Linked DNA regions of Arachis hypogaea: region 2 is linked to region 1. A link is a contact called in public Hi-C data. All regions are on one chromosome and are shown on one strand. Each heading gives the region's core, a stretch centred on a gene start, on an enhancer-like site or on the middle of the called end of the contact. The rest is flanking DNA. Distances are from core to core; before and after follow the strand shown. Region 1 holds the start of LOC112779768 (ethylene-responsive transcription factor 13-like). Region 2 has its middle 43 kb from the start of LOC112779768.

Region 1 (4,255 bases), core at 1,705-4,204:
AAGAACACCTCCAATGAGGACTCCACCTCTAAGAGCTCCAACAAAATCTCAAACTCTCGAACAAACACCCATGCATTCGGGTGTAATTGGGACGAAGTACATCTCAACTGAATAAGCACACCGTGTTCAAACTCGGTGTAAGAAAACTTAACACCCAACTCAACCAAAACACAGGTATACATAAAGAAATGTTCAAACCCCTTCCCTTTATGAAACACACGCTTAAAAGCCATGCATGGCCGAAACTCAATCTTTACATCCACACCCAACCTAATCCGACAATCTGTTCCTAACTGGAACACACTATCATCGTCATCAAAAACTAAAACTTAGTACCAAACGGGTCATTCAAATCCTATACAAACTTTTCTTCAACTACAATATCCTCATCATCTTTTTCCCCAATCTCACTCTCTTTTACCATTTCCATCCCTCAACCCAAAAGTGATCAAACCAACACATACTATAGATAAGACAAGACAAAGAAAACAAAATAAACTAATATTTTTTATTCATCTTGAAAATCTCCGAATCTAACACAACCACCAAATGACTTTAAGTTCCACACAAATACCTTTTAAAAAAAAAAAGTCCTAACCCACGTCTTTCACAACCTATGCCACGGGTAAAATAACCAACAACCACGATCGCAACTCTTCATCCCCAAATCATATATGAGCCACCCATTCAATCCCCACTACCATCAAAACTACAACTGGTCATTATGACCTTAGTAATCGTAACAGTTACAAATAATTAATACATATCTATTTATTTACCTTTTTTACCTTATCTTTTCTATTTTTTAAACAATTTTTCCAACGTTCCAATTTCAAAAATAAAATTTTGTCTACAATTCATACCCACAGTTGAAGTCAAATTCATTCATCCCATTTATCCAAATCAAACCGGAAATTATAAGTCGGATCCAATTCAAACAACCTGACACTTATATGTCGGCATAACTCCAATCAAATTTGCATCTATATGATGAAATCAGTCAAAAACAAGCCGCTACATACTAACACCTTTCTCAAAGAAATATTTTATTCCCATGCCATCAAATCAAATTTGGGGGCTTATCCTCATTATTTAACCATTATTCCTAATCATTTCTATTTTTTTTTATTCACCTAAAGTCATTTTTAAGTATGACTATCATTTTTCAACATACAATAAGTTGAGCTTTAAGGCTACTATTATTATTATTACTATTTCGAATTACAATTATTATTCCGAACTATGATTACAATTACTATTCCAAACTATATTTACTATCACCATTCCGATTTATAGCACCACAAAAACTCAAGTTCAACCCGTCGTATTGAAAAATACCACAGATTAAGTTTGGGAACTGTGATCCGGTAGTTATAATTCGGTCCAACTATACTTATAAATCGAAATCCAAACCCAATATTGAACATGACTTATCTTCAGTTAAAGAGAATTTCGCTGATAACAACCCACTCAAAAACAAACTCAAATGATGACTGAAAGATCAGTAAATATCTCAACTTCTCTGAAGAGGTAATATTTTATAAATACCAAACTCCAACTATGTAAAAGGTATATTACTCACTTTGAGTAACATTATACTCATCTTTTACTCTTACTAACTTGAGCGTTGGAGTGCCTTTATAGGTGCCCGTCGCTGCCATTTTTCTTGAAGGCGACATATACCTCTTCTACTTTAAACAAAAGCAAACTCAATCCTTAAATGAGACGAGTTATACATCAAGCCCGGCTTACTACGCAAGAACAAATAGTAATTAATTTTTTATTTTATTATTTTACATCAAATTGTCCTATTTTAAATGGTTTTTTTTTTAAAATATGAAATAAATTTGATTCCTTTTATGTTGAACAATAATATTAATAAGTTGGTCAAAGATTTTCCCAACAATAAGAGAAACTAATATAATATAATAAAGACATTCTAATAATATATATTATATTCAATAAAATGATGTGAATGTGAAAGAGAAAGAGAAAGGATAACATGTTTAGAAAAAAGTCATAAGAAAAACCGAATTTCACTGTAATTGGCTGATTGCTAATAAAAGTTCATAGCGTCAACAAAGGCACAAATCAACATAATATTAAACTAATAACTTTCAACTAACAAGGCACAAATCAACATAATATTAAACTACTAACTTTCAACTAACAAGTTCGCACGAGTAAATAAACTTATAAACGTAAGCGCACTATTTGCCTCTTTGAACACTAGCTTTATATATATATCGATGTTAATTACACGCTAAAACTCGGTCACTAAAATAATTATCAATATAAAATAAAAATATATAAATAAATAATAAAAATATTAAATCATGTGAACAATGAATATATCAGATATTCAATTCATTAGGTGTACAGATAATTATCCTAATATTAAAATTTAGGTGGATAATTTATAGTATAATATGTTTTTATTTTATTGGGTCAATTTTAAAACTCATTATTCATATTATTTACAAAAATTATTGTTTACCTAACAAAGTCTATATAAAATATATATTAAAATTTAAAATATATATAAAAAATAAATTAAATAATATATATTTATATAATAATTAAATTTTTTTATACATGTAATATTTTTGTTGGCCTTATTATGGCCCATGGACCCTATTCGGAGACCTTCATTCTCTTCAAAGTAATGTCTTCGTCTATTCTATTTGAGACCTAAAACGATATCGTTGAAATCATTAAAATAAACAAAAGCAAGGACGAACCAACTAACCCACAAACTTTATGCTACATTTCTACGTTTTAAAATAAAAAAATCAATTCAACACGTGACTCAAACCCTTCACATGGAGATTTAAGAATCTTCCCCGAACGAACTATAAGGAAAAAAAAAATAAAGTGCTCCAAATTGGACTAAAATAGGACCTATTTTCTCTGTTTCACTCTCTTTAATTCCTTTATATAAATCAACATCCACGTATGAAGGAGGAAAATTAAACAAAACTTGAACAACTACTAAAGCATACTCAAACGTCAAATCTGATATGTACGGAATGATGACCACGCATGCTTTGGGAACCAATGTGAATGTCCACGATCACGTTGAAACGACCGCAAAGTCGACCTTTCACGGCGTTCCTGATGCGGTGGGAGCGTCATTGCTTCCCCGGAGCCCGAGCTTTAAGAACATTTTTTTGGCGGAGAACTGGGCGGAGCTGCCACTCAAGGAGGACGACACGGACGACATGGTCATCTACGGTGCATTGCAGGAGGCTGCCACCACCGGGTGGTGCCCCGCCAGAGAGAATGGCGGCGTTGGTAGCGCGGCGGTGAAATTGGAAAATGAGGGCAAGGGCAATGGCATTGTGGAAGCGCGTGAGGTTCACGCGCTGGCTAAGGGAGGTAGAGGGTATAGAGGGGTTCGGAGGCGGCCGTGGGGAAAGTACGCGGCTGAGATAAGAGATCCGAAGAGGAACGGTGTGAGAGTGTGGCTTGGGACTTATGAGACGGCTGAGGATGCGGCTTTGGCTTATGATCGAGCCGCGTTCAAGATGCGTGGCTCAAAAGCCAAGCTGAATTTTCCTCACTTGATTGGGTCGGACGAAGTTGGTGAGCCGGCGAGAGTTACACTGAAACGGCGCTCACCGGAGACACCCTTGCCATGCCCGTCTTACTCTTTTGATTATTGTAACAATGCAGAGAAGCGGAGCAAAATTGTTGGTCGGGGTGCAGTGGCGGCCACGGCTTTAGAGCCCACTAATAAAAGTATGTGGCAATTTTCCGTCGGTGAATCTTGGTGGCAACAATAATAAAAAATATATTGATAAAATTTATGTGTAATGATATTACGTAAAGTTGATATTTAAGAATTATTAGATAATTTGATAAATTTAATTAAATCATTATCTAATAATTTTTAACTATTAACTTTATAAAAAAATAATTACACATAAATTTATACCAAATATATTATATCATATTATCATATATATTTGCATGATTGCATTACTTCTTCTGGATGTGAATGCTGAGAATAGAAATAATAAATGTGTTGTTTGTAAAGTTGGGTGAATTCAATCTATAGTTGGGGAAAATAATCGGTTGATAATAATATTATTCTACAGAAATCATACCAAAATGAATGGTAAAATTGGTGTCACAAGATATACATACCACTATCCGATAGTATAAGTACCTAAATCTCACTGCACCATGTAATTTTTTTCTTTATCTTTTTTCCCCCAACTTGGATGATGAATTTCTCATTGTTTCTCTTGTT
Region 2 (4,674 bases), core at 1,753-4,252, 43 kb before region 1:
TGCAAGAATATTTTGAGCTTCATATATCTCGAACTATTATTGCAACTACTAAAAACAGGTTCAGCAGATTCTTAAGCCGGGAACTCCGTTATGTTTTTCTTGAAGTAAATGCTTGTGCTAATCATCTAGCGGCCAAAAGACAGTTTGCCATTTGGTAGTCATTGCTTTTATAGTTTACCAACTTGTGAATTTCTTTTTGTTTTGTGTCTAATTTTATGGGCACCTCTTTTTCTAGAGTAGGTTCTTTGTAGTGTTTTTGGGCTTTAGTCTTGTTGATCATAAAAAAATATAGATATACGCAAGTATATAATGATTATAAATGATTGATTTTTGATGTGCAGATAATATTCTTTTTCTAAAAATATAAAATCTGTAATAATAGATAATTGTAGTTAGAGGCAGAACGCTAAAATAGACCAGATTTATCAAATCAACTCATTTACCCATTAAAATGGGTGAATTTTTACTTCTAAAATAATGTCTATTTGAATTTTGAGTTAAATAGGTTGAACTCGATTAAAAAATGATTAGTTAAACGGATAAAAGAGTATCCCGTTTAAAATTTCTTTTTATATTTTTCAAAAAAATTAGTACTTTTTATTAATATTTCTTCTTATTTAATTTGAAAAATTGATCCATCAATTAAAAGAATATTGTTTGATTAAGATTTTTTATTAAAATATTTTTTTAAAATAAAATAAAATAATTGTCTATATAATTCATTAAATTGATCATAAATAATTTAAATTAAAAAATTATGGTTATAAACAAAAAAAAACTTAAATGGAATGACCATTTAATTCAGAATTTTTTTATTTAAATTAAAAATATAATATTTACTAATTTAAATAAATGTATAAGTATTTACTGAAATACATTTAGAGTCATATGAGTCATATCTCGAATGTAGTGGTGAAAACCGAAAATCAAATGTATCTCAGATGCAGTGACTCCGTTATATGTAACAGGACTCGCTGGTCATATCTCGAATGCACCCGAGATATGAACAAGAGAGTATCTCGGATACACTGCATCCGAGATATGTTTATATTCTGACATGGGGCACTGCGTCCGAGATACGTGTAAGGAAGCAAAACAGGGACACTGCATCCGAGATATAGTCAAGATTATAATTAGGGTCTCAGCACCCAAGATATGTTGTCCCGTGAGATGGTGGATTGGGCTCTTCGTTTCAGGAAGGAATTGTGGTTGCAACATTGCGACGAAGGTCGTCGGTATGGTCACATGACTACGAACTTATCGGAGTATATAAATGTCGTGCTTAAGGGAACGAAGAATCTTCCAGTGGCAGCGATTGTTCGGGCAACGTATGAGTGGTTGTAACAGTTGTTCGTGCGTAGAGGACGCGAAGCACATGCTCAGTTACAGGGTGGACAAATCCACTCGCAGCGACTGTTGGCAGCTATAGATAAGAACAGAGAGAGTTTGTCGATGTTACGAGTCACCCATTGTGATCGTAGGGCATCCGTTTTTAGTGTGGAAGAGATGGAGCCAATAGATGATTGGTCACAGACATGATATCGGGTTCGTCTTTCCGAGCGTACATGCGATTGTGGCCTGTTGCAGTCATTGCATTACCCATGTCGACACGTTCTGGCGGCATGTGCTGCTGCGAGTATTGAGTGGGGTCATTTTATGGACCCCGCGTACACGATGGCCTCTGTATTCAAGGTATACGAGAGGGAGTTTTCGCCGATACCAGACGAAAAGATGTGGCCTCCATGGTACGGTACACGCCTGAAACGTAACCCAGCCATGAGGAGGAAGGCATCGGGTAGGCCGGTATCCACTCGGATCTGGAATGAGATGGATGTCATTGAGCGTGCGGAGAAGAGACGTGGACCTGCCGCGGAGAGGGCCACACCAGACGTGGGTGTCCCAATGCGCCCCACTCGAATCCATGACGACGCATGCAGTTTAGGGTTTAGATCTTTTTGTTTCAATGTTGTCACTTTGATGTACTGATTGTTATTAAATGTGTTTAATGTATAATGAAGCATAATTTCTATATAACTAGTTACCTTCGATTGTTATCAGACCATTTTTCATCTATAACATTACAATATTTTCATCAAAAAAACATACAATATATTTATAACATCAGATCTTGACTATATCTCGGATGCAGTTCTCCTGTTTTACTTTCTTGCACGTATCTCGGATGCAGTGCCCCATGTCAGAATATGAGCATATCTCGGATGCAGTGTATCCGAGATGCTCTTTTGTTCATATCTCGGGTGCACTCGGAATATGACCAGCGCATCTCGTATCACAAATCAAAATCACTGCATCTGAGATACATGTATTTTTCGGTTTCTTCCACTGTATCCGAGATATGACTCCAAATATAATTTGAGAAATACTTATATATTTATTTAAATCGGTAAATATTTTTTTTAATTTAAATAAAAAAAAATCTTTTAACTCACAAACCTAAACAAACCAAAATTTAAACGCTGGACGGACCCGTTTGACAGCTTAGCTAGAGCAACGTAGCAGCCGTAGGGACGTAGCTATCAATTTCGCAAAAACCGAGAGAACAAAATAAGAGGGTGACCACTTTTTGTTCTCATTGAATTTTAAATTCTACGCAAGTGTTGCATGTTAATATGTCATTGTTCTTTCAATTTTTTTTATCACCATCGATATTGTAAATATATTTTTTTATCATTGCTTTTTTAAATAAGACTAAAAAATTATACCTAATAATATCATTTAAAAAAAATGAATTAAGTGAATCCATTCTCCCATTGAACCACTAGACCCAACGCCACTCTCTTACAAACTACTCTAGTGTGCAAGAAGAAGACAAAAATTATTCTTATGACTTAATTTTATTAGCTGTTTCTTTTTTTTTTTTAAGTGAACTGATGAGAAAATGGAATAAAATATTTGAAGTGTTTGAGCACGGGAGCCCCGCATTCCTCAAGGGATTAGTATTTGCCCATTACTATTTTTTTCGATGATGCCCTGAATGGATGACACGTGTAATGTGTATGATCCAACGGTTGACGTACATTTTGCATGTTTAACGAGTAGAAATTAAGAACTCGCAAGCTGATCCATTTTCTCTATTGGGCTTGTCACTTCGTCGGTGTCTCCAAGTCTCCAACCCCGAAAAGGCAAATCCAATGTCTTTATATATATTCATCAAAGCCACACTCATTTGATAACACAGTAATACTCTCTCATCTTTAACATACATATATACACCATCTTATTTACTTTGCTCATGCCTCTTCATCTTCTTCTTCTTCTTCTTCGTATCTCTTATTTTGAGTTAATTCATCCATCATGTGATATCCAATCGTGATCCGTAATAGTGTATCATATAATTCACACTCTATTTGTTCTGGTTTAATTTAATAATTTGGATTTGAACAATGATAGATAAGTTTATCAGATAGATGTGCTGCTATACATTTTTCTTTTAATTATTTTGTGCAATTTTCTTGTTTGAATGTTTATATATATATGAATATTATTATATATATCTGCCATGAAATTATGCCTTCTAAAAATAATAAAAAAAACAGCATGAATAATTATATTTTTAATATTTTTTTAAATTAGAATCTCTTTATAAATTTGTTTGATTTTTGTATAAGTTTTTTTATTTGTATTATACTATTTTTTATCTTTAAAGTTCATCAAAAATCAAATTTTAAATATTTCGAACGTAAAATTTTGATATTATGTCAAAAAATTATTATTTTTTATAAAAATTTAAATTGATAAAAAAAGACAATATAAATAATTATATTTTTAATATATATATATATATATAAAAGCTCATTTATTTACATGTAAATAATTTTATTTTAAACATAATAAGTGATAAAGTTTAATGATCTTGTTGATTCATGTAGTCTATCCAATTAGTAGATATTATTATTTGTATATAGATAATTAAGTTGATTTGTATTTGTATTTGTTGATTAAAATATTGCATGTCATAGACTGGAACTTGTGGTGGGATTTTTGATACACTAGCACGGGTCACTGTTGTCTGTCACGTCAAAATTTTATTGTGAGACGAAATAACATAGAAAATCAAAATCCATGCACATCAAAATCAAACTATCAGGGCGTTATGAGATCAGATCTATTCACGAAATACAGGTTAGTTTTATTTTGTTGAAAAAAAAAAAATATCATTTATACCCATAAAAAATATAAATACCGATAAATGTATTCATATAAAAATAAAACGACAATTGTAACTACAAAAGATAATTTCTGTGTGCCAAAAATATTCTAACAGACCAATTGTATAACCAATATCTGAATATTTTTAGCACACAAAACCATAGTTATAATTGTCTTTTTATTCTTATATAGGTATATTTATCAGTCCATCTATTTTTCATGGATACAAATGATAATTTATTCTTTAAAAAAATATATTTTGTTAAGTATTTTATACTTTTTTCTTTTGTATTGGTAAAATATTATATAAAAAATATTAAAGAGTCATTAAAATTTATTATTTTTAATTATTAATTAATTATTAATATATCAAAATATACAATAAAATATATTGTTAGATTATTAAATTATAAAAATTAAATTAAAAAAATTAAATTAATAACTAAAATAAATTAATATCTATTAATAAATTTTAATAGTCTTTAATATTTAATTTTTATACCG

The links. Hi-C and Micro-C count contacts between places; a contact is called where the count stands out from the background.
Region 2: a Hi-C map of leaf shows a contact between it and region 1, with 1.9 times the contacts expected there. The contact joins the enhancer-like site here to the promoter of LOC112779768 in region 1. A contact is called at or near these places in 2 of 8 Hi-C or Micro-C datasets (both in leaf).

What each region holds. Positions count from the first base shown.
Region 1 is chr19:21,761,857-21,766,111 of arahy.Tifrunner.gnm2.J5K5, reverse strand. LOC112779768 (ethylene-responsive transcription factor 13-like) reads left to right here and starts at 2,954. Exons shown (of 1, transcript XM_025824109.3): 1 at 2,954-4,255. The coding sequence starts at 3,021. The coding sequence ends at 3,785.
Region 2 is chr19:21,804,284-21,808,957 of arahy.Tifrunner.gnm2.J5K5, reverse strand. No RefSeq gene overlaps it. Among protein-coding and RNA genes, the nearest start is that of LOC112779768, 43 kb to the right of the region's middle. Within about 2 kb of position 3,002, at least 3 of the 3 cell types and tissues checked have open chromatin away from gene starts, as enhancers often do.